2 separate regions of the Mus musculus genome follow, and region 2 is linked to region 1. The links are chromatin contacts, called in public Hi-C maps. All regions are on one chromosome and are shown on one strand. Each heading gives the region's core, a stretch centred on a gene start, on an enhancer-like site or on the middle of the called end of the contact. The rest is flanking DNA. Distances are from core to core; before and after follow the strand shown. Region 1 holds the start of Ly86 (lymphocyte antigen 86). Region 2 has its middle 5.8 kb from the start of Gm4035.

Region 1 (2,992 bases), core at 168-2,667:
GATTTCCTTGTGTTGGCTCGAAAACAAAGCAAAAGGAGGGATACGAAGAGTTAGAATTCCACTATTCTCTTTAAGATGATCTAAATTAAAGGTCCCACCACATCTCAATGGTGCCCCAGGCAGGTGACCAAACTTAGCAGCACATGGAACTCTGGGTGACAGTTAATATCCAAACCATAACAGAACTCAAGATGACACCATTATGGATTGATTTCTGAAACAGGTGAGCCAAAAACCACTCGTCAGACCCAAGTCCTGGCTCTTGGTTGACAAAATGAGTTCCCATAACTCCTTGAGGGAGTGGCTTGCTCGTTTTTTCCTACGAGGCTGCATTACATGTTATAGAAAAAAATGCCATCTGTCATGCAAGGAGAGAATATTTTTATTGAGAAGTCTTCTAAAAATACATTGTACATTCTCAATGGGATATAATTCATCTCTTCCTGCCATGGGAAAGAGTGTTGCCTGTTGCTCTGCAGCATCACTGGCCTTGGCCGTGAGTTTGATGAACTGCATAGAGTGGGGTTAGGATTAAGAAAGCTGAGGCAGAGCGGCAAGAGTCCATGGAGGGCAGCATCTTTGTGTGAGAAGCGGTGTCAGTCACCTCTCCTAGTTGAACTAGCCTTTCAGGGAGGCCATGGGCCCATGAACTGTCTCCATGGGTAAAAGCACTTACCTCACAAACCTGGTGACTTGAGTGCCACTCGCAGAACCCACAGAGAAAGGAGAGAATTGACTCCCAAAAGTTACCTTCTGACTTCCACATGATCATACACACGCAAACACACAGAAAGACAACACAGATATACACTAAAAAAATAAATAAAATAAAAATGTTAAAAGGGTAATCCTTCCTCCTGGTGCTGTTGGCCCAGAAATGGAAGATGGCTTACTTCTCAGAGGGAATGCACCACCCAGCTCTGTGTGGGCTCCTAGGACAAGCTCCTGTTCCGCTGGCCCAACCCCAGGGCCAAAGCCAGACAAGAACAAATCCAAAAACCCGGTTCCAGATCCTAAGTTCTAGTATACCACCCTCAAAATGTCACATGTGCCTGCTGGCGTTAGCCAGCTCTGAGACTCACATCAGTGGGGTGTACGCTGATAGAAAACACATGGTGGCCTGAAGCTCATTTTTCCTGAGTTTACAGCTCCAGTGGGGGACAAAGATTCTAAAAGGGGCTGTTCTGAAGAGTCCTGCAGGACCTCTTCCTGTGAAAGCGAGAAGTCACCTTTCAACCTAGCCCATACCTGCCCATATGCGCATGCGCATGTTCAGAGATATGCGCGCGCGCGCGCACACACACACTTGCTATTTCAAGTATGTGAAAGCCCCCTGGAACAGTATTCAAATGCCCCTCCCCGCTGTCTGTCTTTGTCTTCTCACAGTATATTTCCCAGAGACTAGTATTCGAGAAGTGAAACTGAACATACTACTCCTTCAGGGGGAGGACGAGCTTCGGAGGTCTTTTTATTGGGCTGGCTTACCATTGGGCACACACAACCCCCTCGCCATGAATGGTGTCGCAGCTGCCCTCCTTGTGTGGATTCTGACTTCTCCGAGCAGCAGTGACCATGGCAGCGAAAATGGTTGGCCCAAGCACACGGCCTGCAACAGTGGGGGCTTGGAAGTAGTCTACCAGAGCTGTGGTAAGGTCTTATGAAATGGCTGCTTGTGCTTATGGGGAAATTAAAGCTACACGTGGGCAATACGAACACTGGGTGAGTATGGGCGAGGGATGAGGTTATCAGCCTCTCCGTGCTTTTTGCTGCTACGGTGAGCTTTTGTCTTGGCAGCCGTGAGGAGGGAAAGGCCAGGGACAGTGGAAGAGCCTTCTGAAAATAACGAAGACCACAGAAAGAGAGAAATGAACAGTCTAGATATGGAACGAAGTCTAAGAGCTCAGCCCTGCCCTCTCCCCCAAGAACAAGTGATCAGTAAGCTTTTCTTCCCAAATCCTGCGCCTACGCTGGCTTTTCACCTCAGCCATTTTGCAAACTGGGTGAGCATCAAGTCACTTTTGTCAGAGACTCTGTCCTTCAGCCGCTCCCTCTAGAGTTCTTGTCATGCCGCACTGTGCCACCCATTAAAGCAGCAAGCACGTCAGAAGTAGCATCCAATGCCAGGGTTTCCCCAGGGGCAAGGACAGCGAAGGGGAGTGCTGTGGTTGGCCTGTGTCCTGGAGCATGTATTAGAAACTTAACCTCAGTGCAACTGTTTGAGAGGTGGCATATACTGAGACGCGTTGGGCTGGGAGAGCCCCGCTGTTGGCACCACGAACCAGAACTTAGGAGTGGGTTAGTTCTAAAGTCTGAATGTGGTACCTCACCTCACTTTTTCCTTCTGTGACGCTATGACACAGCGAGGAAAAATGAGCCTTGGGATCGATTTCCAATGGGCAGTAGAACAAATGGCTTGTGGAAAGGCAGACATTTATGAAACCTGGAAATCTGTAGGGAAACGGGACAGATGAGCTGAAGAGTATGCAAAGGAGACTCTGAGCCTCTGTGTTGGTCCCACCGCTCGCTGAGAATAAATGAAAGCAAACTAGCTGAGCCCGGATTCTGCCACCCAACTTTGGTTTCTGGGGTAATTCAATGGATTCTTTTAAATTTCCTTTTAAAAGGAACCTTGAAGTGCATTTTAAAAATTAAAAATAAGAAAAAGAAAAGGACGCGCTGGGTGGAGAAAGTGCTGACCTCATGATGCTTGCTGTTCTTGGGACAAATGGGAGCCTAGACGTCTGGGGACTTGCTCACTTCAGGAGTAGGATGACAGCCGGATTGGGTCACGTGGACTACTTGGGATTTGATTTTCCGAGACATTAAGCCTCATGTGACTGGCTATTCCATGTCTAAGATTCTCCCTCAGATTGTAACTGAGTCTCATGTGTCCTTTCACTCACCTGGGTCTGTCAGGGAAAGAACGGGGACATAATGTGCTGCCACACTGTCTGCAGTGCTGCATCTATTTGTAGATGGTACTTCTCTGCAG
Region 2 (2,992 bases), core at 242-2,741, 96 kb after region 1:
TCATGTAGAGACCTTGATTATAATATTTTTAAATTCTGCACCACGATGCCTATACAAAGAGGAAATGTAGGTAAACAAATGGGGCGGGACAGACCTAAGCCCCCTTTCTATTCACAATCTAACGCTGTTGAATCACTTTGAGATCATGTGATTCGTGTCTCTTTCCAGACACTGTTGTTCTGTCTACCAGCCAGTGAGAACTTCCTGGAGATTTTTAAGGTGGGTGTTGTCTTGGGTTAATGTGATCCACAGGAGTGATCCCAGAACTCTGAAGCCACAAGCGGGATTATAAGTTCAAAGATGGAGAGCTACACGTCAGTCTTCAGGATTTCCTTACAAACAAACCCGTGGCACCAGTTCTTGGAGCTTTACCGTTCCCAGAGGACCAACAGCATCTACAGCTATGCAACATAGAATCCCAGGCCGGCAGCAGTGTGGAGTCCTCAAGCTGTGAAGGAATTCCTCCTGCCATCAATAAACTGATGCATCAATGAAACATTCAACAGTTGCTTCTCTCTTGCCTGCTTTGTTACAGCCGAGTACACTGACAGTTACCCAAAGACAAACTCTAGGAAGCAAACAAAACCTGTCTCCCGTAACAAAAAAAGGTGGGGAAACCCAGGGACAAACCCATGATTTGAGATTACCATGCCCAGGACTCTCCAGGATAGCTCTTGCTCACCGGCAGCTGTGTAGGAAGCTAACGAAACAGCCAGGGTTCAGAAGCCCAGCGAGGCTTCTCTCCACAGAGGTGGAAACCGCACAGGCTAGGGTGGGGCTGTCTAGAGACACTCAGCTTACCTTACCTTGCTAAACTCCTCTCATGGCTCATCTGTAAAGGATGGGTGGGTGTAAAGCGTGCCTCTCAGGACTGTCAGAAGGGGTAAGCGAAGCACGTAAATGCCACTGATACATGCCAAGGGCATTGTGGTCCAGCCATCTTCCCCACACTCAAAGTGCAGTGCCAAGCATCGGCCTGGAGGCCGAAAGTAAAATAGAACCTTGCTGAGAGGCAGAAGCCTGTAGCTGAGCTCGCCTTTGTCAGGTGCCCAGAACTTCACAGGTGGGCACTAATTGTCTTGAGAGTTCTTCTTTCTCCCCCCCCCCCCCAGTATGCAGAGAAAACCGCAGCTTAACATTGGGGGCAGGTTGAGCATTGTTCTCCTCACTATCTTTTGCATTTGACCAAGAACAGTGGTGTTTTGAAGAACAATATTTGGACAAGACTCAGCCCTGTCCTATGCTGTCACTGCAGGAGATGCAGGCTCTTCGTGGGCAGAGACAAGTCCAGTCATGGGAAGACAGAAGGCAGGGGCACAAGCCACCCCACCCCAGTGCAGCTTGCCCTCAGATTTCCTCTCCCCTCCCTTTCTTAGACACACCAGCTGCAGCTTTCTCCTCCTGTCTTGTGAAATGTCCCAGTCCACTACAAGGCTCGTGCAAATGCAAACCTCGGCCTTCCAGGAACCTAGCAAACTGTCTGCCCTGGAGTCACATCCAGTAAAAAGGCGGGGCCAGGCCAAAGCCACAGCCACAGAGAGTGGGAAGCCCAAAGCGTAACCCCAAACTCAGCAAGACTTTCTCTTATGGCTTTGGCAGATCAACCAGTCATTTTGCCTTGGTTTCCCATCCCAGCAATGAGAGCTACAGGCTCGCTCGCTTCCTTTACAAGTGTGTTGTAGAAGAATGTGGGAGAAAGGCCGTTTTGCATGTACTGACGGATGGAATGTAGAGGGAGTGCAAAATACCATTAGGGCATAATTGTGGGCAAACTCCCAGCCCCACCCTTTAGCAAACCATATTCCTCAGAGACTGGTGTTTTGCCACTTCTCTGCACTGTTAAAACAGTTTAAAAATATAGTGGGCCATTCTCTCCTCCTCCCCCCACCCCCAACCCGGTGCTATTTTTAGTCCACGTTGGTTTATTTCTCCACTGTGGCAGCAGCATCCTTTCCCTTTGGGCATCTGTATCTTTTTTTGGTGCCCCCCACAATATCCCATTACATCTTTCTACTATTTAGAGAGCCCAAAGATTCAGGACTCAGGCCTGCCTGGTCTGCCTGAGCTAGAATTTACCCCAAAGCAGACAGAGACTCAACTCAGGAAGGGGGTACAGGGAGCAGGAGTGACAGAAGCGGAGGCATGAATGTCTTGTCACATAGCCACTGAGGAAAGTCTGGAGACATCTGGGAATTTATAGCAACCACTCGCTATGTACCAGTAGCATCACCAGCCTGCGGGGTGAGGAAAGGGGCTTTCATCCCTTGGCTGCTGTCCCCAGACCCTTTTGGTTCCTTGTTCCAGCATGAACACATGGGGCCTCTCAGGCTTTTCTCCTGGGGTAACAAAGGCTGCAGGACTCCGGTGGTAAAGACAGCTCAGTCGACTGCACGCCCAACCTGTGACTGAGATAAGACTCAAATCTTAGACAATAAGAGATAGACACTAGAGTTTGGATCTTAAAAGTCTCCCCGGAGTCTGGTGTGTTAAGGGTTTTTGTTTGTAACTTGAGTCCTTTTTGCAAGGTTGTAAAGATTTTAAAGCTTTTGAAAGGTAGGTAGAGTAAAAGTTAGGTTTAGAGAATGTGCTCTCGATAGGTGGGGTACTGGGACCACTAGCTGAGTCCTCTCTGCCGCTGGTCATACCCTCCTCCTCCTCTCCCTCCTCCTCCTCCTCCTCCTCCTCTCCCTCCTCCTCCTCCTTCTCTCCTTCCTCTCCCTCCTCCTCCCCTTCCCCCTCCTTCTCTACCTCTTCCCCTTCCCCCTCCTTCTCTACCTCCTCCTCAGCTCCCATCTTCTCTCCTCCTCCCCTCCCTCTCCCTTCCTCTTCCCCTTCTTGGCTGTCAGGAGTCCAGTGGCCTCCTTATCACGGCCTCCCACGGCCTTAAAAACAATGAAGCCCAATGACCACAGATTGCGACCTCTGAGCCAGAACAAACCTTCCTCCTTGGAGGATGCTTATCTCAGGGAAGGCAGACTCTCCAGCATAAGCA

What was found. A called contact is a pair of places that touch in the nucleus more often than the background predicts.
Region 2: a contact with region 1 is called in a Hi-C map of bone marrow-derived macrophages, with 2.3 times the contacts expected there. The contact joins the enhancer-like site here to the promoter of Ly86 in region 1. A contact is called at or near these places in 3 of 39 promoter capture datasets (the 3T3-L1 cell line, the C10 cell line and pre-B cells), 10 of 484 Hi-C or Micro-C datasets (the HPC-5 cell line, the HPC-7 cell line, LSK cells and 6 more), 1 of 115 datasets of contacts at active chromatin or transcription factors (bone marrow-derived macrophages) and 1 of 9 other capture datasets (macrophages).

What each region holds. Positions count from the first base shown.
Region 1 is chr13:37,343,928-37,346,919 of GRCm38.p6, forward strand. Ly86 (lymphocyte antigen 86) reads left to right here and starts at 1,418. Exons shown (of 5, transcript NM_010745.2): 1 at 1,418-1,647. The coding sequence starts at 1,512.
Region 2 is chr13:37,439,375-37,442,366 of GRCm38.p6, forward strand. No RefSeq gene overlaps it. Among named protein-coding and RNA genes, the nearest start is that of Gm4035, 5.8 kb to the left of the region's middle. Within about 2 kb of position 1,492, at least 104 of the 459 cell types and tissues checked have an H3K27ac peak or open chromatin away from gene starts, as enhancers often do. A contact at or near this core is called in the HPC-7 cell line, LSK cells, bone marrow-derived macrophages and 2 more, where this site is marked.